Regions from separate parts of the Sus scrofa genome. Here regions 1, 2, 3, 4 and 6 are each linked to region 5. A link is a contact called in public Hi-C and promoter capture Hi-C data. All regions are on one chromosome and are shown on one strand. Each heading gives the region's core, a stretch centred on a gene start, on an enhancer-like site or on the middle of the called end of the contact. The rest is flanking DNA. Distances are from core to core; before and after follow the strand shown.

Region 1 (3,534 bases), core at 750-3,249, 370 kb after region 5:
CGATTCAACCCCTAGCCTGGGAACCTCCATATGCCGTGGGAGCGGCCCAAGAAATAGCAACAACAACAAAAGACAAAAAAAAAAGAACTATATAATTCATGAGACAAAGACTGAGAAAAGGATGTGGAAATGGTTGGCATACAAGGATAATATCGTGAAAGCACACAGGAACCCTCAAGGAGAGCGTTTGGGTTACAGCAGTGGTACAGGGCCAACCAAAAGGAGAGCGTTAACTAAGACTGAGAATAACCAAAAGGATAAAAGCTTTTACTAGTTCCCTTTCCCTCTTCAAAGGCATGCAGAAGAAAATCAATTAAAAAACAAGAAAAGCTACTACTTATGGTTAACTTACTATGTTCCAGTGGCACATCCAGAATTTCCAGATAGGTGGAGTTACAGGACTAATCTGCATGAAGGAGGGCCTGATGATGCTTTTGCACAGTACTTTATATTCAGCTGGAACATACTGATTGACCAGTTCAAAAAACTAAGGGAAAGAGACCTAATGGAAATATTTCCTCTCCCTTTGGCACCACCACTGCTATATTCTAGGCACTGTACCAAACAGTTATCTTATCTTTCATCCTCATACTAAGCTAATAGATAGATAAGGAAACTGAGGCTAAATTGGAATATCAACTTGCTCAAGCTCCCAAATCTCCTAAGGAGCACACTCTCCTCTGTGTTCCCATAGCTCTCATGACTCTTTATACCTTACTGGAGTTTATTACTCATCTTGCTATAATGTATATTTATGTGCTTCTCTCTCATTGTTCCGCTATCTCCTCAATGCCAGGGTTGGTGTCATTCATTTCAGCAACCCTACAGATAAGAATGAGTAAATATTTTGTTGAATGAAGCATATGAAAGAACTAGGTGAGCAAAGCATCAAGAACGCCAATAGGGGAAAGAGCTTCAAGAAGTGGTTATTAGAGCCGAACGCTACAGAGAGAACCATCAATTTATCCTAAGTCATCAATGGCACTGAACTGATATCCCTTACTCATTTACTGAATGTCTACTATATGTGGGACGCTGGGTTAATTAGGCACAAGTTAACATGGAAAGATAAAATCTGGAACGCCTCAAGATTTTCAGGTAAGTAGCCTGAATCTAAATTCTTGATCAGGAAAACAAAACCAAGAGTCAGGCCTGCAACTGTTTACGTCTAACTTGGCTCAGGTAAGCCAGAAGACAATTTAAAAGGGTCACAGCGCATCTTTCAACAAAACTTCTGACGGGGGATACGAGATGAAAATGGGCCAGAACATCTCGGTCTCGGGGACGACAATTGGTGGCCTAGGAAGCCGATTCCCTCCGGAGTGTCTAGACCCCTAAGCAGCGACGGGGCTGCCCCTAGCTGCTACCCGGTAGTCAGGGGCGGGAAAAAGCAGACACTTACCGCAAAAGGCACCGCCACCGCCGTGGCCCAAAGGGGCCGGGAAATCCTTCGCGAAGCCCCACGCTGGGGGAGTAAACCCGGGAAAGCGAGGATCAGAAAGACAGGGGCGACCCCACAGCCCGACTTCCAAAACTATATAAACTAGGGTCCCAGCGCCCAGCACCGCGACGCCAACTCCCACCAGCTGGAAGACCGACGACTGCCACCGAACCTTCCGCCCAATGAGGAAACGTCACCACTCTGCGTAGTCCAGCCTTTCAAGAACAGGATACACTTCCGCTTCCGGGGCACCCGCCGCATTCCTTCGGTGCGCTTTATTGAAAGGGTTTTTTGAGTTGTTTGCTTTGCCGGTTTTTGACAGTCGTTTTTTATTGCTCCATAACTACAGCATTAAAGTTAGTATTAAGATACGAGGCTCTCTAGGGATGCCATCTCAGGAAAGAAGTCGGGCTTCCAGGCGCCACCTTAAGAAAAAAAATGACTTGCTGAGCACCACCAGCTAAGAGAGTAATTAGGAGAGATGGGGGTGCAATTGAATGTAGGGATTCCCGGGAGCACGTGAGAACTCCACGGAGGGGGCGGCGCTTAGGACTTTCTCAGCCCTGGGAGGCGGGTTCCACCTTGGGTCAAATCGGGTGTCTGGATCCTCCTCTGGCTGCGCGTGCGCGATGCAAACCTCCCCCTGCTCTTGTTTTCTGCTTCAACATGGAATTCCACTCCGCGAGGCAGGCGGTACTGCAGCTGCTTAATACGGTGGCTCCGGCGGACCTCCCAGCGCTGCTTCAGTGGATGCGAACTACCCGTAAGTGATCAGAACCAGAGGCAGGCGGTTGGGGCAAGGATATGCTGTGGGCGCCGACCTTGGGGACTCAGGAAGAGGCCTAAAGCCTTCCATAGGGTAGCTGTGCTGGTCTCCGCTCTGCTAACGGGGCTGGTCGTCGAGGGCACATCTCAAACTTTGGCAGGTTGAGTCCATTGTAGGATTGGGTGCAGGAAGACGTTGCTCTGGGTTTGTGATTCCGCTACAGACTTCAGACAAGCCGCTAGAGCCACCTTGTGTCTAACCCCTTTTATGAAGGGAAAATCAAAGGAGGGGTTAGCCTTCCCACAAATTTGGGACAACCATTAGGATCCTACCTGAAAACGCCCTTTGCAAGAGAGGTTTTAGGATATAGAGCTGGAAGTTTTAACCCTGCAGACAGAATCACATGTAGCTAGTGCATTTATTTTCTCAATTGTAAAATGGGCCGTTAATTTACTAGCAGTTTTTCCAGGATGGGGAAAGGGAGAAGAAAAAGGGAAAAAGGGAAAGGACCTTGATTTTTGAATAAGGTCCTTTTCCAGATGTGTGCCCCCCCCACACACAAAAGTAGAATAAGACAAGGATTTGTACTAATCACTTCTAGCCAGCATCAGTAATAGAGCTTCTAGCCAGTACAGTATGGCAAGAAAAGGGGTGGGAAGGAGGCATCTCCTTCTGAAACAGATGAATGGATAAATTGTGCTGTATTTTTGTATTGGAATATTGACAAATAAATGGAATAAAGTGTTTAATGTGTAACAGCAAGGATAAATTTGCTAAGCGAAATAAACCATATTGAAAAAAACCTGCATACCATATGATCCGATTTATATAAAATCAGGAAATTTCAAGCTAATTTATAGAGACAGAAAATACATCTCTGGGAGTTCCTGTTGTGGCTTACTGGGTTAAGAATCCAATTTAGTGTCGGTGAAGATTCAGGTGTCATCCCTGACCTCACTCTGAGTTAAGGATCTTGTGTTGCCACAAGCTACAGCGTAGATCACAGATGAAGCTCAGATCTGGTGTTGCTGTGGCTGTGCGGTAGGCCTCAGCTGCAGCTCCCATTCAACTCCTAGCCTAGGAACATCCATGTGTCACAGGTGTGGCCATAAAAGAAAAAAAAGAAAATACGACTCTGATGGCTGGGTGGGTGGAGGTTTGGAGAGAAGGAAGGATTACAAAAGGACAAGAGGAGACATTTAGTGATAATGGATATGTACACTTTCTTGATTATAGTGATGTTTCATGGTTGTATACATGTCAAAACTTAAGTAAGTGTACAGTTTAAATAAGTACAGTTTGCTGTATGTCAGTTCTACCTCTGTAA
Region 2 (3,584 bases), core at 932-3,431, 300 kb after region 5:
ATGGGGGTATTCCTATGACTTTGTACTTTTGTTCTACAGTCTTCTTTAGGTTTGAGTATTTATTTTGTTTTGTTTTGTTTTAGCCAAGAATGTGAAAATAAGATCACAGCACTAAGCCCCAACAAAAAGACTCTCTTCAAACAACATTTATCTGATAAATTGGTACAGGTATGTATACTTTGCTATTAGAGAGATTCAGAGCTGAAGCAGTAATTAAAGTAATTACAGTAGCAGAAGCAAAATCAAATGGAAAACACATCAAGCACTTTGGACTTAAAGGCTCTGTTCAAGTATACCTGTCAACAACAGGTCTCAACTGAACATAACAAGTGGCTTCCTAAGCAATTAGCATTGCCCCAAATTCCTTCTTGCAGGTTACCTTTCCCCTTCTTTTTTCCTTCCTTTTAGGGCCTCACCTGCAGCATATGGAAGTTCCCAGGCTAGGGGTGGAATTGGAGCTACAGCTGCCGGCCTGCACCACAGCCACAGCAACTCAGGATCTGAGCCGAGTCTGTGACCTGTTGTGAACACCACAGTTCACAGCAACGCCGGGTCCTTAACCCACTGAGCAAGGCCAGGGATCAAACCTGCATCCTCATGGATACTAGTAGGGTTCGTTTCTTCTGAGCCACAATAGGAACTCCCCTTCCCCCTTCTTAAGTAGAAGAAAAAACAATTCCATATAAAGACTAGCATGTGAAAAAGGGTTTTGTTAACACAAACTAAATCTTATTTAAACTTTACTTACGTTTAGGCACCATTCTCTAGGAATCTAAGTTTGGGGGAGATGTCTTACTAACATTCAGGTAGTTAGTCTCAAAAATGAACCTACTGAAAAGCTTTGTTCTCACTGGAAGGTCAGAAGATTTCTACACAGAAGCAACTGGAGGTTTTTAACATCAAAATTGTATACTCCTGAGCTGGTTTCAGATAAAGCCATTTTTTCATTAGTTTTACTTGGCCGAAGATCCCACACTACTACTTCTGATTACCAAATCCAAAATAAAATAAGCCTCCAAACATAACATAACTCCCTAAACTTATGCTGTCCAATACAGTAACCAGCAGCCACATGTGGCTAATGCTCACTTGAAACGCGGCTAAAATAAACTGAGATGTGTTGAAATACACAAAGGATTTCAAAGACTAGAAAGCAGAGAGAATGTGAAATTTCTCATCGATAACTTTCATATTAAATTACATGTTGAAATGTTTTTTTGACAAATTGGGTTAAAATATAAAATTAATTTCAGTTCATATTAACTACATGTTGAAATGTTCTAATAAATTGGGTTACATAAAATTGAATATTAAAATTACGTTCACCGGTTTCTTTTTACTTTTTTAATGTGGCTACTAGAAAATGTACAATTTACAATGCGGCTGGCATTGTACGTCTATTGGAGAGCGCGGCTCTGAGCCATAGTTACCCTTCTGGTGAAATGGGGGTGAACGCCCGCCTCAAGCACAAGTTGTAAGGATTGGGGAGTGGGGGAGGAGCCTGTAAATGCACAGCACGTAGTTGCTATTAGCTAACCAAAGGGCAGATGTCAAGTCAGGCCCTCCCACAACGAGAGACTGAGAAATGATTTTAGCCAGCGTCACCTGGCTTCCAGCTAAAGGACAGCCTTTCGGGGACACGCCTTCTTTCTCTCGCTAGCAGACCTGAAGCTGCAACGTAACCCCTCTAAACACTAGGCCACCCCAGAGTCAGCGGGGCTGTCAGTGCAGGGGTTGCCAAGCAGCGATCCGACTGCAGAAACGTCTGCCCCTTCCCTCAAGCAGATGCTCGGAGCAGAGGCGGGGATACCGCGAAGAGGAGTCTCGAAACGCACCCCCGGCGGACGGCCTGCTACGAGGAAGGCCGGGCAGGCCAAAAGCTGCGGGTGGACGAGGCAGACAGGCGGCTGGGCTCTCCTGGCCTCAGCCTCAGCGTCGCGGCAACCCTGCGCAGCCCCACCTACCTGCCGAGACGATTCCCTGAACGCCGAGGCGGCCGCAGCTCCGGAGACACCCACTGCTTCTCCTCCCTCCTCCCGGTTCACTGGCTCCCGGTCCATCATTGTCGCCGCCGCAGGACTGCTGGCGCTGGCGAGATACAAGGTCACGGCCGATAAGCCCACTTCCATCCTCCGCCTCCCCTCCCAGGCGCCGTCCTAGCCCGCTGTCAGGAAGTAAAACTCACCCCTAGCGCCCGCCTCGCGCCGCGCCCGAGCTCACCACTGCGGGAGGGGCGGGGCGGCCTTGAGGTGGGGCCGGCCTGAGGGGCGGGGCCCACAGGCGCCCCGCCCCGCAGGCGCGACACAGGGGCTCTAACTGAGGGCTGTCTGAACCGCGCAACAAATGGCTCCTGCGGGGCGGGGCCTTCTGCAGTACCATATCCGGCCCGGCCCACGTCCGGAGCTTGCTGCCTGGCACCACCAGTGACGTCATAGCTCGTACCTGAACCTAGAGGCCAGGCTTTGGGATTTCCGCGCAGCCACTCATCAGATGCATCCTGGGCAGTCACCTCCCAGGCCTTGGCTTCTGCACTCATGAGAACAGCTGCGTAGGGTGCTTCAAAGGCTTGTGATGAGATGTGGTTGCTGAAAAAAATTTTTTCTTTTTGCACTCGAAAATCTTTTTTTATTATAGTGTAGTTGACTTACAATGTTGTGCCAATTTCTGCTTACAGCAAAGTGACCCAAACATATCTTTGAAAAAAAAAAATTTAATAAACGGCTCATGCTAAGTTTTCCATTTCTTACATGGATGATAGTCTAGCCAAAATACCTTGAAATAAGAACCCCAGGAGTTCCCATCGTGGCTCAATGGTTAAGAATCCCATTAGGAACCATGACGTTGTGGGTTTGATCCCTGGCCTTGCTCAGTGGGTTAAGGATCCGGCGTTGCCATGAGCTGTGGTGTAGGTTGCAGACGCGGGTTGGATCTGGGGCTGCTGTGGCGCCGGCATAGGCCAGCAGCTACAGCTCCGATTAGACCCCTAGCCTGGGAACCTCCATATGCCGCGGGAGCGGCCCTAAAAAGACAAAAAAAGAAAGAAACTCAAAGGCGAATTTGGTTTACCTTTGTCTGAAGTACTTAAGTATATGTCACTCTAGAAAAAATTAAGTGAGACCTGAAGGAGAACAAAGAGTAGCAGCAAACTTCTGTGTTAACGAATGTGAGGAATGATGTATTATCTATTTAGGGGGTTTTGTGTGTAAGAAGGAACATTTCAGACTTTTCCAATTTTTTCCCAATGTTCAACCAAATTAAAAAGCCATGATTGGAGTTCCCGTCGTGGCGCAGTGGTTAATGAATCCGACTAGGAACCACGAGGTTGGGGGTTGGATCCCTGCCCTTGCTCAGTGGGTTAACGATCCGGCGTTGCCGTGAGCTGTGGTGTAGGTTGCAGATGCGGCTCGGATCCAGCGTTGCTGTGGCTCTGACGTAGGCCGGTGGCTGCAGCTACGATTCAACCCCTAGCCTGAGAACCTCCATATGCAGTGGGAGCGGCCCAAGAAATGGCAAAAAGACAAAAAAAATAAAATAAAAATAAAAATAAAATAAAAATAAAAAACTAGTTGGGCGTTTATTGTAGT
Region 3 (3,771 bases), core at 450-2,949, 370 kb before region 5:
TAGGTTAAGAACCCAGGAGTTCCCGTGGGGAACTGGGGTGGGACAGCGGAAAGGAGCGATTATGGAGTTCCTGTTGTGGCTTAGTAGGTTAAGAACCCAGGAGTTCCCGTCGTGGCGCAGTGGTTAACGAATCCGACTAGGAACAATGAGGTTGTGGGTACGGTCCCTGCCCTTGCTCAGTGGGTTAAAGGATCTGGCGTTGCCGTGAGCTGTGGTGTAGGTTGCAGACGCGGCTCGGATCCCCCGTTGCTGTGGCTCTGGCATAGGCTGGTGGCTACAGCTCCGATTGGACCCCTAGCCTGGGAACCTCCATATGCCGTAGGCGCGGCCCAAGAAATGGCAAAAAGACAAAAACAAAACAAAACAAACAAACAAAAAAACCCATCATAGTGTCTGTGAGGATTCAGGTTCAATCCCTTGCCTTGAGTATGATTAAGGATCCGGCATTGCTGCAAGCTGCAGTGTAGGTGGCAGATAAGGCTCAGATCCTGTGTTGCTGTGGTGTAGGCCAGCAGCTGCAGCTGGAGTTAGACCCCTAGCCTTGGAACTTCCACATACCATAGGTGTGGCCCTAAAAAGAAAAGGAAAAGAAAAGATAAAAAAAGGAGGGATTACCAAGGGGCAAGAGGAAAATTTGGGGGGTGATGAATATGTTCACTATTTTGATTGTGCTTATGTTTTCATGGGTGCGTGCAAATGTCCAAATCACCAAATTGTACACTTTGAAAATGTGTGGATTATCATTTATCAATTACATCTCAATAAAGCTGTTTAAAATTTGTTTTAATCTTATTTAAAAAAAATTATCCATAAGCGTTCCTGCTGTAACACGGTGGGTTAAAAACCTGACTGCAGCGGGTAGCTCAGGTCACTGCTGGAGGCACCAGTTTGATATCCAGCCTTGTAAAATGGGTTAAAGGATATGGTGTTGCCACAGCTGTGGCATAGGTCACAGCTGTGGCTCGTATTCAGTCTGTCCTGGAAACTTCCATAAGCCGCAGGTGTTACCACAAACAAAAATTATCAGTGAATGTTTTTCATGTTTTGGTTGAGAATCCACTAGTGTGATTTTTTTCCCCCTGTTTTCTACTAATTTTTCTACCTAGGTCTTAGCAACTTTCTCTTGGATTTGTGAACTTTCTACATATTAAGAAAATTAAACTTTTAAAGTTCTCCAGGTATCTTTTCCCTATAACTTTTCTGTGACCATAGGCTTTAGTGAGAACTCATTTATTTATGCAAGATAATTTTAACCAAGAGGATGTACTGAAATCCTACAAATCTCTAAACTACAGGATATTGTTAATCATTCCTTTACAAAACAAACAAATATCCTTTAATCAAAATTCATTTTAAGGAAATGAAGGAGTGTTACAACCAAAGCCTTCGGAATTGGCATGCGAAATATATTGCACATCTGCTTTGATGTTTTGGAGCTATGTTCTTAAGTTACTTACTTCTTAAGTGACATAGTAAACAGTGGAGACGGAGGACCTTTTTAAACAAAAACTACTCTGAGCGCTTGGCTAGGAGTCACCATGCTAACAATGGCGCACGCAGGAACTACCTTCCCTGACTTTGCTGGGCTCCTCCTTTGGCTTCTTCCACAGGAAACCAAAGGAGGGTAATACCAAGGGTGATCTCACGCTGGCATGACGTCAAGAACCCTTGACGTCAGAAGGCGGTTGCCACGGGGACCATTCGCCACCGACGGCAAAGTCGTGAAACCCCATCACCACACTCCATCTCCGTATCGGCCCCTGCAGGGTCTAAGCTGCTAAAGAAGCTTTAACCTTAAGGGGGCCTCAGGGAGAGAGGAGTTGTACCGCTGCCGCCGAGAGCCCCACCTCCGCGGCTCCGGGTCCCGGGTCTCGGGCCCGACCTGTGGAGGCGAGCGGCGGCCGCAGGAAGCGGGCGGAGGCGGCGGGCGACCAGCCCGGTTCTCCGTCGCTCCGTGCGGGGCTGGGAGAGGGGATCCGCCATATTGGAGCCGGAGCCGAAGGTACCTTGCAGCCGCCGCGCGAGGCGGGCGGAGGTGGCGGCCCTGGCCTGGATCTGGGAGGAGTCGGCTGCTCCGAGGCCCGCAAGGCTGGGGAGTGAATGAACGGCTCACGCTAGTCTCCTCCCCGCCCACTCTCTCCACTTTCCGCCGCCGGGACCCAGCCGCGAGGGGGCCGGAGTCGGCCGTGGCAGCGGCGGCGGCAGGATGTTCTCTAAGAAGCCGCACGGGGACGTGAAGAAGTCTACCCAGAAGGTGCTGGACACCAAGAAGGACGCCCTGACCCGTCTCAAGCACCTGCGCATCGTCATTGGTGAGGGGCGAGGGTTGGCGACGCCCGGAGGCCTGGGTTGCCCGGCCTTCTCTCTCCTGGGAACCCCTTGGGGATTCTCCCTCCAGCCCTGGCGCGATGCGGGAGTGGAGGGCGAGGCGTAGCCTCTGCAGAGACGTAGGAGGGCGGATAATTTGGGCAAGGGAACACTTGGCAGTTGGCAAACACTAATCGCACTAAGACAGCTTTATCTCGTTTTGGGTTAATACCTCGAACTGTTTTTAAGAAACACTTATTACTCAAACCTTAGGTCATTTTGGACTTTCGGGAGACTTGGGGTTGCGGATAATGGTGTTGATAGGGTATGTTTGTCACATGACTACTGCCATCCCCACCCAAGTGAAAAAAAAAAAATCTCTTAGACAATATAAACCTTAATCTTTCAAGTTTATTGGCCAAGGAGGGCCAGGAGGAAGCAGTTATACCTCTTTGGGAAGTGGGTGGTTCCCAAAAAGCTTGTGGGAAAGAACCCCGCCCTTGTTAGTGCACCTTGTTGGTAATTACGGCCATTTAGAGTCAGAACTATTATTAATCGTAGAAAACAAGGTAGTTTATATCGTCCTTTGCTTTACGAGAATTATATAAAATTTTCTTTTTAATTACAGTTTTCTTACTGTTTTGTTGCTTTCTGTTTTGCTGGCCGACCAAACTGCTCTTGAGTTGTGGATATAGTGTTAAACGAATTTTTGGGGTACTTGGTCATTTCGTGGGCTGATAAGGGCTGTAATAATACTTATGGAATATCTGGTCCAGTACTTGGATCTTTGTACATGAAACTTGAGGTGAAAAGGGAAGTTAGTTTGCCTGTGTTGATACAGAGAGTTAATAGCAGAACTGAGTTTAGAACCCAGATGCCTGAATCCTAGTTCAAAGTTTATCATCTCAAGCTCTCTTCCTAACGAATGCTTGTTTTGACAGGTGACGTTTATTCAGTGATATAAATTCCATATTCGAGGTGCATGCTTCTCTACTCTATTGTTTACTCATACCCACAGGACACCGCCAGTAACACCTAGCATTTGTATGGTGCAAATTATATTTACAGAATGACTTCACATAAATTATAATTAATTCTCACAATAACTCTAAAGGCAGGGAAATTATTATCCTCCCGTTTTTACAAATAAGAAAGCTGAAGTTTGGAAATATTAGTCATTCAGCTACTAGGAGGCAGAGCCAGAACTGGAGCCCAGATTTCATGTCTCTGGTTTGTTTTTTACTCTTTCTCTGTTTATAGCAGAAAATCTATGTCACAAGTAAATTGTGCTTATTCCTGTGGAATAGTAAGAAAGCAATTAAATCCAGTATAATGATGTAAAAAGATATTTTTTCAAGAAAACATAAATCTAAATATCGAGATTGTGACCTTTTTATTTTTTTTCTGCTTGAGAGTTAAGTCATTGAAAAAAAATTTGACTAGGAGACTGAGACAGACTGTTAA
Region 4 (3,848 bases), core at 1-2,500, 460 kb after region 5:
TGAGATTTTAGCGGCTTAACAAACAGACCTAAGGAATATAAATACTATATATTCAGATAAAATTTCACCCATTTTTAGCTTGAGAGTTAAGTTGGGATTTTGAACTGTGAGAGCGATGCTTCAATATTGGTTGAAAATTATCCATCCTCCTTGTCCCTGTTATGAGTCTATCTTTGTTGGCTCTAAGTTTTTCACCTGGAAAATTACTTTCTAGGTAAGGAATTCTATAGTGTCACTCAGTGTACTAGTGGGTGGCCAGTTTAAAACTTCAAATCTTTGAGTGGGTAATTTTTTGAAGTTTATCCAGAGGAATATACTTACTAACCCCTGAAAGTATGTCCAAGCCTCTTTGACTATACACTAAGATGCATTAATTTTATTAATGATTTTTGAATCACAAAATTTTTCTAGCCACGTAAAAGTATCTTAAAAGAAGTTTAAAAATGACAACTCTTGAGATTTGAATAGATCCCTTACATTTTCTGCTCCAGTACACATATGTACTTAATTTGAAGAAACAAAGATGATCCCACATTGTTTCTACGACTGAGATCATTTCATAATATTAGTAATTAGTTACATCCTTTGTTGAATGGCTGCTCTTCAAATTGTCTTTTAGGCCCATTCTTACATGTTAATATGCAAGTAAGCAAATGTCAAAGGTTGTCGCCAAAAAGACCATTTAATATAAAGCTGGCAAACATTTAAAGTTATTTGTAGTTTTGGAAAATTCTTTTAAATTCGAAAGTCACATTATATCATTAAAATTAGTTTCACATATGGAAATCATTGATATGGGAAAGTCGTTTTAGGGAAAATTTCACTAGTAAATCCACAATCTTTAAAATTCCGAATTATTGAATTAAATACTGATCCCTTGCAGAATGTTTTCAGCGCCGTATTCTTCTAAATACTACTTTTTAATTTAAATACGAGGGGGCCCTATAGGCATGATGACATTTTCCGACATACTTTTTTAGGTCTTTGAATTGTCCTTAGTAGTAAAGAGCATTGCTGTCAAGAAAGGTATTTTCAAGGTGAAGGTTTTACATAAGCAAATTATTTTTTAGACATGAGAACTCTAATTTTGAATTAGAAAATATCAAAATATTTTCCACTTCTTATTTCTCCTCCCTCTTCCCTTCCTTAAAATAAAAGTTAAATCTCAATAGGACTCCTTTTCCCATCGCGGAACCAAGCGCTGGTGCCAGACTTGAAGAGGAAGGCTTTACTTTGTTAGTCGCGTGTTTATGAAACCCCAGCGCTCTTCGCAGATCTTTGGGTTGATAATCGCAAACATGGAGGATGCTTCTGATTCTTCACAAGGGGTTGCTCTATTAATTAATAATGTAGCTCTCCCAGGCTCTCCGCCGTCTCTTCCTGTATCAGTGACAGGCTGTAAAAGTCATCGAGTAGCCAATAAAAAGGTAGAAGCGAGAAGTGAAAAGCTCCTCCCAACAGCTCTTCCTCCTTCGGAGCCGAAAGTAGATCAGAAACTTCCCAGGAGCTCGGAGAGGCGGGGAAGTGGCGGTGGGACGCGATTCCCCGCGCGGAGCCAGGCCGTGGCAGCGGGAGAAGCGGCGGCCAGCAGCGCCGCGGGGCCGGCGGGAAGCGACCCCCCGGGGGGGACAGAGCCTCCCCTCGCCGCCTTTGTAGTTGAGAAGGTGGAGAAGTGGCAGCCGGCGTACTTGCAGGTGAGGGGCTCCGTGTGGTCGCTCGGGAGCCGGCCGACGCCGGCAGCGAAGTGGAGGAGAGCGGGGGAACAAAGCGGAGTGACTCCGGGGTCCGCCCGCAGCGAGCTCCCTCGCGGCGTCGGGCCGGCCGGCTGCGCGCCGAGCACGTTGTGAGCCCCGCGGCGGCGGCGGCCGCGGGCTGGGAGAGGGCGCGGGGGAGGGGGCCGCCGTCGCTCCCGCACTGCCCGCCCGCGGCCGGGCGTCCGGCCCCATTGTGAGCCGGCAGCCGGGCGTGCGGAGGTGGGGCGGCTCCGCTCTTTCGATACCCCGGCCGCGACAGGAGCGACCTCGGCTCCGGTGGCAGTCGCGGCGCGTCAGTCACACAAAAGGCAGTCGAGCTTCCCCGGCGCGCGGACCGGCCCACGCCGCCGCCGAGCGCTCCCCACCTTACCGGCTTTCCTTTCCCTCCAATTTTGATAGGGAAGCGGGGCCGGCGCGGGCGGCCGAGGGTCCGGGTGAGCCCGCGGGCGGACACGAGATGCCGCTGCTACACCGAAAGCCGTTTGTGAGACAGAAGCCGCCCGCGGACCTACGGCCCGACGAGGAAGTTTTCTACTGTAAAGTCACCAACGAGATCTTCCGCCACTACGAGTAAGGGCCGGGCGCGGGGGGTGCGAGGGAGTGTGTGGACTCTCTCCCCCACGTCCTTTTGTCTCTTTCCTTATTCTCGCTCTGGGCTTCTGGTGGGGCGACGGGAAAGTGACGGGTGGTCGCGGGCCCGCGTTTCTTTGGCCCCCGAGCCCAACCAGTGACTGCGCGGGGCCCCCGGCTGGCCCCACTGGCCGCGGCGCGCGTGGGTAGAGCCGGCCCGGGCAGAGTAGCCTCGGGTCCCAGGCCGGCCGCGGGGACAGCTTCCAGTCGCGGCAGCCGCCCGGCAGCCGAGCGGCGGAAACTCCCCGCCTCGCCCCTCCCCGCCGCGGCCACACGCGCGCTCCGGGGCCAGTTCCGGGATCCCCGCCTGGCGGCCGAGGGGATCCCCGCTCGGGTCAGCGGCGCGGAGCCGCCGTCCCCCGGCCCCGGGAGGGAATCCCCGCCCCTGGGGGCAGGAAACGGCCGGGCTGGGCGTTGTTTCCTTGGTCTGGAGTAGAGCCTGACGTTGGAGCTGCCTAGGGTAGGGGCGGGGGCGGAGCGGAGTTGGGACTCGGGGAAGGAGGGGGCTCCCCAGCGGGCCGGGGGCCAGGGGGCCCGGGAGAGCCTCCGCCGGCTGCCTCCGGTGTCCGATGAGGCTAGGCCTCGGAGTGTGCTAAGCGAGCCGTGCGCTCTGTCACCGCCTCTTCTTGGTGACTAACTCCCGGCCCCGGGGAACTCAGCGTCTCCGCCCCGGGAGACCGGGTGAGGAAGAAGTCGGGGCTGGGCGGGGGAAGAGGAGGTGCGGGAGAGCAGGGCCCCGGGCGCCCCCTCGTTTTCACTTTTGCGAAGCCTGGAGAGCGCCGGAGGGGGTTGGGGGAGGGGGTTAAGACAAGTTCAACTCCAACCCCAGTCAGCTTCTTCTTTATCCCCCTGCGCATGTGGGCCGCCTGACATGTGCCACTCGCTATTGTTTTGATATGAATCCGGAGGAGCTACTGCGTGTGTAGTTTCAACCCCTAAATTTTTAGGTCCTCGCCTGGTTTTTCCCAAGAGATCCTCTTGTCCCGTGTCACTTAACGACGGGGTGTTTTAGAGCTGTGTTTAAACAGGATCTCCAAGTGAGAACCTGAATTGATCCATCGCTGAAACAGCCTGATCCTCCCTCTTTCTTGTGCTTTATCCTCTCTACTCAGAAGGAATCCCTTTGTGGCTTAGAAACCGAGAGTTAACAGCAACCAAGTAAACTGTGTGTAGGAGGCACCTTTTCTGAGTGGGGGATTCACGGAGGGAGGGCTTCAGGCAAACGCCGCATCTGTCGGAGAAATGAGTAGTGAAGATAGAAAAGAGTTCTTTGGGGCTTCTATTTTAAGTAAGCCTTCTTTTTCTTCAGCTCCACAGAAGAAGCTACAGGTAAAACATGTGATATCTAGAGAAGTTTTTCCAGCAGACAGTACTTTTAAGTAGGAGTATACATCTTATTTTGCTCCTGTACAGACTTGTTTGTTACTCAAATAGAGTTCACTTTTGTAACTACTTAGGTGAACT
Region 5 (3,746 bases), core at 31-2,530:
TGGGGCAGAGAGCATACTTCTGTTTCTGCAGCTGAGACCTGGACATGGTGAACCTGGAGTAGCTACCCATATGGCATGGACAGGTCCAACTGCTGCCCCCTCCTTTGTCCCCCAAGAAGCCAGCAGGGGCAGGATGAAGGCCACCTTGGGGCTGCCCTGAGCCTCCTGCAGTATGCCTGGCAACTACTTTCTTAGCCATCTTTAAGGCCCAATCTTGGGTAAAATACTACTCAACCCATTCTTTAGCCACCTTCTCCAAATGCTTCTAGAAAGCGGCCCCCACAAGTAGGTTCTCTGCAGCAGCACAGTGCAAATGGAGGAACACGACCTCAGTAATTATTTTGTCACTGCAAAGTATCTACAACCTTTGCTATAAAAATTAACACCTTGCTTTCCCTGAAAAATAGCCCAGTCATATCCAGCATTTTCCAGCATCCAGGGCAGAGTGCTTGCTCCTCCCCCAGTCAACAGGACTGTTCATACCGAGGAAATGATTTGAGGGTTCTCTAAGCATTTACGCTGTTAATGCTAAAGCTTTCACGACTTCTACCTGAGGGGGGCTTGAGGGAGGGGGAGGTTTATGTCCCTGCACTGCCAGGAGCCTGGTCTTTGGTAGGAACGCAGAGGCAGCCGGCGACCTTCCACCCTCAGTGTGTCCTTCCCCAGGAGTTTAGGGAAGTGAATCCCTAGATCCAGCCAACATTTCCACTCCCATTTTCAAGAGATTAAAAAAAAAAAAAAAAAAAAAAAAGGAAAGCATCGGCAGGTCAGCAAACCAGCAGTTCTCCATCCTTGGGATCTTAGCAGCCGACGACCCCAAATCAAATCGATCGTGGGAAACCCCAGGGAAAATAAGGTTCCATGCAGAGGGCCAGGATTACTGACTGCAGGCTGCAGGGAAGTACCGGGGGAGGGGGCCGGGTCGGGAGGACTTTCCAGCCACTCAGCGTGCATTAAAAAGTTCCCTGTACATGACCCCAGTGGCTCATCGCAGGGAGTTTCTCTGATGAACCCGGGCGCGGGGTTTAGGCTTCTTTTTCCCCCAGCAGAGGACGAGGCCAGTTCTCTTTTCTGGTCTGACTGGCTTGGAAATTCCCCGAGCTTGACCCCGCCCAGGAGAAATCCCCTGCCAGCGTTTATAGGGCGCCGCGGCGGCGCTGCCGAGCCCACAACAGTCCGAGGCCATCGTCCCGCCCGCCCGAGCCACCGCGAGCAGCCAGCGCGCCGCGCAGCCTGTGGCCCGCGCACCTAGGGAGCAGCGCCCAAGCCCTCATCGCGCCATGTTCCAGCCCGCAGAGCCCGGCCAGGAGTGGGCCATGGAGGGGCCCCGGGACGCGCTCAAGAAGGAGCGGCTACTGGATGACCGCCACGACAGCGGCCTGGACTCCATGAAGGACGAGGAGTACGAGCAGATGGTGAAGGAGCTGCGCGAGATCCGCCTCGAGCCGCAGGAGGCGCCCCGCGGCGCCGAGCCCTGGAAGCAGCAGCTCACCGAGGACGGAGACTCGTAAGTGTCGCGGGCCCGGGTGGCGGGGCCGGGTGGGGGCGCTGGGCCTGCAGCCGGAGGTGCGGGGCCCGCGCTGCGGCCGCGAATCGGGGTTCGTGCACGGACCCCGAGGCTGTGCAAAGGTGCACGGTTGCGCGTGGGAGCCGGGGATCGGGGATTGGGGCCGTGGTCCCGCGGCTCTACCTTGCAGCCGTGCACACCTCCCACCCCTCACCCACCTTTGCGGGTCCCCTCGGCCGGGGGCGGGGCGGCCACGGGGACGCGAAGTCCCCGCTTGCATAAGGGGGGGCGGGAGTTTCTGCCCCGCTGGCGGGCGGGAGGGGAAGTACAGGGCGTTCCGGCCCGGCGGGAGGGCGGGGCGGTCTGGCCGGCGCCCGCCGCCTGGGGAGGGGGGGGGGGCGGAAAGTCCCTGGGTGCCTGCCAGGAACACTCAGCTCATAATAACCTCGCGGAAAACACCGCGGCCTCGGCCTCCAGAAACCCCGGGCTTGCGCAATCCCCTGCGGGCTGTGCCTCCCTGGGCCCCACGCAGTGCACTCACCAGCCCTGGGGGTTTTCCCTCTCTTCCCCTCAGGTTCCTGCACTTGGCCATCATCCATGAAGAGAAGGCACTGACCATGGAAGTGGTCCGCCAAGTGAAGGGAGATCTGGCTTTTCTTAACTTCCAGAACAACCTGCAGCAGGTGCGCTGCTTGCCCGCCCCGTGCCTCTTGGGTTCTGCCTCTCTGACCCCTTGATGGAGCTGGATCTAGCACAGTTATTTCCAATGATTTCCCAATTAACTGCCCCTAGTCATGATCCGCCCTGAGCTTTTACATCTGAATCAGCCAACATCCTAGAGAGGAAGGAAAAATCCCATTGATTTGGTGAGGCTTTTATGAAGCCCACCTGGGGTCTCCCGTCTGTTTCCTTAACCCCTTGTATCTGTCTGGGAGGAGCGGCACGCACAACCAGGATATCTCTAGGGTTCAAGGGGAACATGGATTGTGGGTTTGATCCATGGCTTATCCTTTCTGTCCCTCTTCTGTTGGTAGACTCCACTCCACTTGGCGGTGATCACCAACCAGCCAGAAATCGCTGAGGCACTTCTGGAAGCTGGCTGTGATCCTGAGCTCCGAGACTTTCGAGGAAATACCCCTCTACACCTTGCCTGTGAGCAGGGCTGCCTGGCCAGTGTGGGAGTCCTGACTCAGCCCCGCGGGACCCAGCACCTCCACTCCATTCTGCAGGCCACCAACTACAATGGTAAGTCTGGCTGCCCTATGCATCAGAGGGCACGTGACACAGACAAGGGAGAGGTGGGCCGACTTAAGGCAAGGTGTAAACTCTCAACACGTGAAAGGCTGAGAAAACATGTATGCATCAAGGTCTTAGTAAAACATGTATGCATTTGATGCCTTACTAAAGTCCATTCAGAACCCAGAGTCTGGGTTCTTCAAATTCAGAAGACCTCCTCCCTTAAAAGAATAGGTGAAAGTTCTGAGAAGTGAGGGTGGCAACAAGTGCTTATATTTTGTTACTTTTGGTACTCTAGGCCACACATGTCTGCACTTAGCCTCGATCCATGGCTACCTGGGCATTGTGGAGCTGTTGGTGTCTTTGGGTGCTGATGTCAACGCTCAGGTGGGTGCTTCAAGCCTACAGATGGAGGGCATTCAGCCCTCAATAAGATCACATGCTCTTGCTGCTAGCAGAAACCTCAGACTCAGCCATAAGCATCTCAAATTCCTTTTGGTTTCAGGAGCCCTGCAATGGCCGAACCGCCCTGCATCTTGCGGTGGACCTGCAGAATCCCGACCTGGTGTCGCTCTTGTTGAAGTGTGGGGCTGATGTCAACAGAGTCACCTACCAGGGCTACTCCCCGTACCAGCTCACCTGGGGCCGCCCAAGCACTCGGATACAGCAGCAGCTGGGCCAGCTGACCCTAGAAAACCTCCAGATGCTTCCAGAGAGCGAGGATGAGGAGAGCTATGACACGGAGTCAGAGTTCACAGAGGATGAGGTGAGTCCCAATGACCTTGTTCACGGGTCTGCAAAAAGCAATGCTCTCGGACCCCTAGAGCTCCTCCTTTTCCTGAGGGTCTCAACATAATGAGGATCTCAAATTAGGGAGCATAAGCAGTGTCCTAAGAGTAGGTTTAGGGGGAGGATTATGGTCTGGGGTTTTCTTTTGCTTTTTTGCTCTTTTTGAAGGAGAGGATCCTTAAAGGAAAACTTCAGCCCAGGAAGTTAATTCAGA
Region 6 (3,803 bases), core at 1,043-3,542, 380 kb before region 5:
TCGGAAATACATTCACATACAGTCTAGATGTTCTTTCTCCGTATTCTTCACTTTTGGCATTTCGCTTTTTTCTCTGTATTCTTCACTTTTGACATTTCACCTTTTTTCATGACTAGGCTGATGACTTCCTAACTGTGCTTCCCATCCCAGGCAGGTTTTAATGCCATATTTCCACCTGTCAGTTTGGGGCACTCTGGCTTTATACCACCATGACCTCAAAAACAAGATGTCTGTAATACTCTACCTTCTACTTTCATCACAAATCTTTTACTTTTCTATTTCTTTCTTTTTTTTTTTTTTTTTTTTTGTCTTTTTGCCTTTTTCTAGGGCCACACCACGGCATGTGGAGGTTCCCAGGCTAGGGGTCTCATCCCAGCTATTGCTGCCATCCTATGCCAGAGCCACAGCAACTCAGGATCTGAGCCATGTCTGCTACCTACACCACAGCTCATGGCAACGATGGATCTGTAACCTACTGAGGGAGGCCAGGGATCGAACCTGAAACCTCATGTTTCCTAGTCGGATTCTACTTTTCTATTTCTGTTCATGCTACCCCAGAGATTTTTTTTTTTTTCTTACTTTCACTCCTAAACTTGTCATCAACCCTGCTTCCTGCTTTTTTTTTTTTTTTTTAAATCTTTCACATCTATATCTTCTCTTTTTATAGTTCAGATTCTTCTCCCAGTCAACCAGATTTTCTCACTCTTTTGAATAAGCTTTAAGTTCCGGCGCTGGCACTTTTTCCTACATTCCTCCCCTTATAGAAACACCTGAACACTAACTCCAATTCAAATTCTACCCATTCTTCAAGATAACTTAGGTAATTCCACCTTCAACTAGCCTTTGCTAACCATTCCACAGTGAAAAGATTTCCTCTGCCTCTGAATTCCTACAGTATTGTTTACAGTTAAGCATTCAATTGGCAATTTAAGGAAGTGGTGACCTATGAAAGATCTTTAATTGAAGTCAGATCGTAACTATTTATACCTCACACTGAGTAGAACCCAGAATTGCACGAAGAAGTCACTTATAAACACTTATTTGGGGTTGGTTGATTTATTGACTGCAGTACATTCTTCCACGGAGGTTCTTTGAAAGGAAACCTGAAAAGAGGGTGTAGAGATGACAACACACTGTCATCAATCTGTCATCAATTCTTGCTTTACATGGCCAAAATCAGACCAAGACAAAAAATAATGTCTCACATTCATTATATGGACAGAAAAAAAGAATCCAAGTAATCACAAATTCCATTTGTTTTTAAAATAATAATTCCTAAAAGGGTGCAAAAACTATCATCCATGATGTTGGGCTCCTCTCAGTCTTGAAAAGTTCAGAGAGATGCTGCAAACGGTACCGCTCCCACGTCAGCCCCCCGAAAGAGCACCGATGTCAAGTACTGACTGACACGTTGACTTGGAAGCTGAGATTAATAAATTCTAAACCGGCCAGGAGCCAATACAAATCTACCCTTGGCTCAGACAACCCACCCACGTTGCGAAGTAAAGGTTGCAAAGGTGTAAAATAAGAAGTGGGTGGTCTGAGGAGAGGAGGCATTTCCAGAGTCTCCCAGACAGGATGCGGGACAGTCCTCGCTCCGGACGGCTCCGGGCACAGCCCGGAGGTCCCAAGGGCGGGGCGGACCGTGGGCAGGTCCGCGCGGCGTCCAGAAGTGCGGCGAGTCCAGGCTCGCGCCCTGCCCAGCCCCGCCCCGCCCCGCCCCGCCCCGCCAACCGGGATCCGCCAGGAGCACAGGCAGCGCCCGGCGAACAGTCCCGGTGCTACCGAGGGCCGGGAGTGAGTCTCCGCCCCTTCCCTCTCTCCCCGCCCCGCTCTCCCAGCAGGACGCAGCTGCCGGCGTGCAGAGAGCGGCCTGGCGCTAGTCTGGCTCGAGGACTTGGGGTCCCAGCTCTGCTGGGTCGCGTACCTGAGCTATCTCCATCCTCAGAGACCGACGAGCTCTCGGTGTCCTCGTCCTCAGAGCTGCTCCCCTCGTTTTCGGCGTAGTCCACCTCCATCTCATCGTGATGGTTCGTCTCCTTCTTATCCCCTCGAGAATGGACTGGCATTTTCCAGCCGCGCCGTCGCTTCCCACTCCCAGTGCCCAGCCCGGCCACCGCCGCTTCAGTGAAGGGCGCGCGGAACGCCCCGACCCACCCAGCGGCGGAGCTCGTTCTGAAACCCCTCGGCTCCTCCCCGCCCCCGGCCCGAGCCTCACAACCTAACCCGCAGGCTCTGCGCTGGGAGCTCTGCCATTGGTGGAGGCAGTGCTCCTAGCCGGGGGGATGGGGCTTGTGTAGCTCGGGTCCGGTTGGTTACCAGTAATTACGGCGCGGCCTCGCGGTGTATGTTGGGAGTTGTAGTCCCTAGTGGTTCAAGACCCGCAGGGGCAGCCGGCTTCCAAGCTTCAATGGCCCGGCTTGCTTCTCCTCTCTGGACTTCAAGTCCCACAAGGCATGAAAGCTGCCAGACTCGATCGGAGTTTGTAAACTAAGCAAAAACAGATTGTGCGAATTTGGTCTTTATTTATTCTTTTCCCGCCAAGTGATTGTCTGAGCGCCCAAGCTATCCAAAATGTTACTGTCAGATGTGAAAAGGTCTTTTGCCCGAGGATTTTTCCTCCCCTTTGAGGCTGAGGGAACTGGAGAAATGTTTTTACCTAAGCATATTTATTACCACTAATAAACTAATATTAATAAATTAGTTTCTGCTGACGATAACTTGCACTTTCTATGTTGCACAAAAATCTTCCAATTGTTTTTTGAGACTTTTGTAATCAAAAATATGGAAAGAAAGGAATTTTTATCATGGCACTTTCAGCTAGTATTTTTTGCATTCGTTTTTTACCATATGCAACGTGAAAATGCCACCGGTCTTAAGTTTTCAATGAAAAATACACTCTGGTCACTCTTTATGTGCCAAGCACTGTTATGTGCTTTAAGTACATTAATTCACTTAATCCTTATAAAAACTCCATGAACTACATATAATTAGCCTTCCGTTTTGTAAATGAGGAAACTGAAGCGCCAAGTTAGATTACTTGGCCAAAGTCACACCACTAATAAGTAGCAAAGCTAAGGTTTGAACTTGAGTAGTCCAGCATCAGAGCCCACACCCAACCACCATCACACAGTGCCCCTGTAGCAAGTGCTTTCTGTTCTGCTGCTTAAAGAAAAACAGAAGGAAGCTGGAGAGGAGGTATGGATTCTAGCCCTAGTTCTACTGATAACCAGGCAATTCATTTGGGCAAATCACATAATATCTCATCAGTGGTAAAACAAGAAGGTTGCATTATGTTATTGCTAAGTTCTCTTCCAGCTCTAAAAGTCCTGTCATCATTATATTTATGTTTAAGGCAGACAAAATAATATAAGATTGCGCAATTAGAGTTACAGGGTGGTGTTTTGCTTAAAAGGAGTTTCTCTCTCCCCTCCTCAAATAGATTTTTAAAAAGATGTGTAGCAAATGTAAGAGAAACCATAAGGGGAAAAATGAATAAGGCTGGAAAAGAATATTGTCAGCTTGGAAAATACAAATTAATATAAAGCAAACCATGAAAGCTGAGTGAAGTTTCCTCAATCTAGCCTTTAAAAGGTAGGAGTTGGGATTTCCCTGATGGCTCAGTGGGTTAAGGATCTGGCATTGTCACTGCTTTGGCTCTGATTACTGCTGTGGCCCAGGTTTGATCCCTGGTTTGATCTTCCACAGGCCGAAGGCATGACAAAAAATAAAAAAAGTAAAAAGGTAGGAATGATGCCTTCCATTAATGTAGCACTTTACATTTTGTAGGGCTTACACTATCT

The links. Promoter capture Hi-C pulls out the DNA fragments that hold promoters and counts their contacts. Hi-C and Micro-C count contacts between places; a contact is called where the count stands out from the background.
Region 1: a Hi-C map of embryonic fibroblasts shows a contact between it and region 5, with 2.1 times the contacts expected there. The contact joins the promoter of SRP54 here to the promoter of NFKBIA in region 5. A contact is called at or near these places in 8 of 47 Hi-C or Micro-C datasets (alveolar macrophages, embryonic fibroblasts, fetal heart ventricle and 5 more) and 2 of 2 datasets of contacts at active chromatin or transcription factors (alveolar macrophages and skeletal muscle).
Region 2: a Hi-C map of heart right ventricle shows a contact between it and region 5, with 2.7 times the contacts expected there. The contact joins the promoter of FAM177A1 here to the promoter of NFKBIA in region 5. A contact is called at or near these places in 1 of 5 promoter capture datasets (fetal liver), 2 of 47 Hi-C or Micro-C datasets (epiblast stem cells and heart right ventricle) and 1 of 2 datasets of contacts at active chromatin or transcription factors (alveolar macrophages).
Region 3: a contact with region 5 is called in a promoter capture Hi-C map of fetal skeletal muscle, with 4 times the contacts expected there. The contact joins the promoter of RALGAPA1 here to the promoter of NFKBIA in region 5. A contact is called at or near these places in 1 of 5 promoter capture datasets (fetal skeletal muscle) and 3 of 47 Hi-C or Micro-C datasets (alveolar macrophages, heart right ventricle and liver).
Region 4: a contact with region 5 is called in a Hi-C map of liver, with 5 times the contacts expected there. The contact joins the promoter of LOC106507712 here to the promoter of NFKBIA in region 5. A contact is called at or near these places in 7 of 47 Hi-C or Micro-C datasets (embryonic fibroblasts, heart right ventricle, liver and 4 more) and 1 of 2 datasets of contacts at active chromatin or transcription factors (alveolar macrophages).
Region 6: a Hi-C map of skeletal muscle shows a contact between it and region 5, with 4 times the contacts expected there. The contact joins the promoter of BRMS1L here to the promoter of NFKBIA in region 5. A contact is called at or near these places in 2 of 5 promoter capture datasets (fetal liver and liver), 15 of 47 Hi-C or Micro-C datasets (alveolar macrophages, embryonic fibroblasts, fetal heart ventricle and 8 more) and 2 of 2 datasets of contacts at active chromatin or transcription factors (alveolar macrophages and skeletal muscle).

Annotation. Positions count from the first base shown.
Region 1 is chr7:64,875,575-64,879,108 of Sscrofa11.1, forward strand. It overlaps SRP54 (signal recognition particle 54 kDa protein), which reads right to left and starts at 2,000. Exons shown (of 16, transcript XM_001927799.7): 1 at 1,403-2,000. It overlaps LOC100153150, which reads left to right and starts at 1,665. Exons shown (of 8, transcript XM_021099173.1): 1 at 1,665-2,204. The coding sequence starts at 2,108.
Region 2 is chr7:64,806,263-64,809,846 of Sscrofa11.1, forward strand. It overlaps FAM177A1 (family with sequence similarity 177 member A1), which reads right to left and starts at 2,182. Exons shown (of 5, transcript NM_001190218.1): 1 at 1,965-2,182. The coding sequence starts at 2,129.
Region 3 is chr7:64,139,278-64,143,048 of Sscrofa11.1, forward strand. RALGAPA1 (ral GTPase-activating protein subunit alpha-1) reads left to right here and starts at 1,700. Exons shown (of 42, transcript XM_021099156.1): 1 at 1,700-2,312. The coding sequence starts at 2,207.
Region 4 is chr7:64,968,177-64,972,024 of Sscrofa11.1, forward strand. LOC106507712 reads left to right here and starts at 1,251. Exons shown (of 3, transcript XM_021100054.1): 1 at 1,251-1,744; 2 at 1,800-2,097; 3 at 2,154-2,192. The coding sequence starts at 1,251. The coding sequence ends at 2,192. BAZ1A (bromodomain adjacent to zinc finger domain 1A) reads left to right here and starts at 1,450. Exons shown (of 27, transcript NM_001244159.1): 1 at 1,450-1,694; 2 at 2,154-2,324. The coding sequence starts at 2,212.
Region 5 is chr7:64,506,839-64,510,584 of Sscrofa11.1, forward strand. It overlaps NFKBIA (NFKB inhibitor alpha), which reads left to right and starts at 1,281. Exons shown (of 6, transcript NM_001005150.1): 1 at 1,281-1,507; 2 at 2,082-2,190; 3 at 2,542-2,752; 4 at 3,042-3,130; 5 at 3,249-3,509. The coding sequence starts at 1,281. It overlaps LOC110261573 (a long non-coding RNA gene), which reads right to left and starts at 2,075. Exons shown (of 3, transcript XR_002345861.1): 1 at 1,726-2,075.
Region 6 is chr7:64,121,560-64,125,362 of Sscrofa11.1, forward strand. BRMS1L (breast cancer metastasis-suppressor 1-like protein) reads right to left here and starts at 2,293. Exons shown (of 10, transcript XM_013989042.1): 1 at 1,928-2,293. The coding sequence starts at 2,069.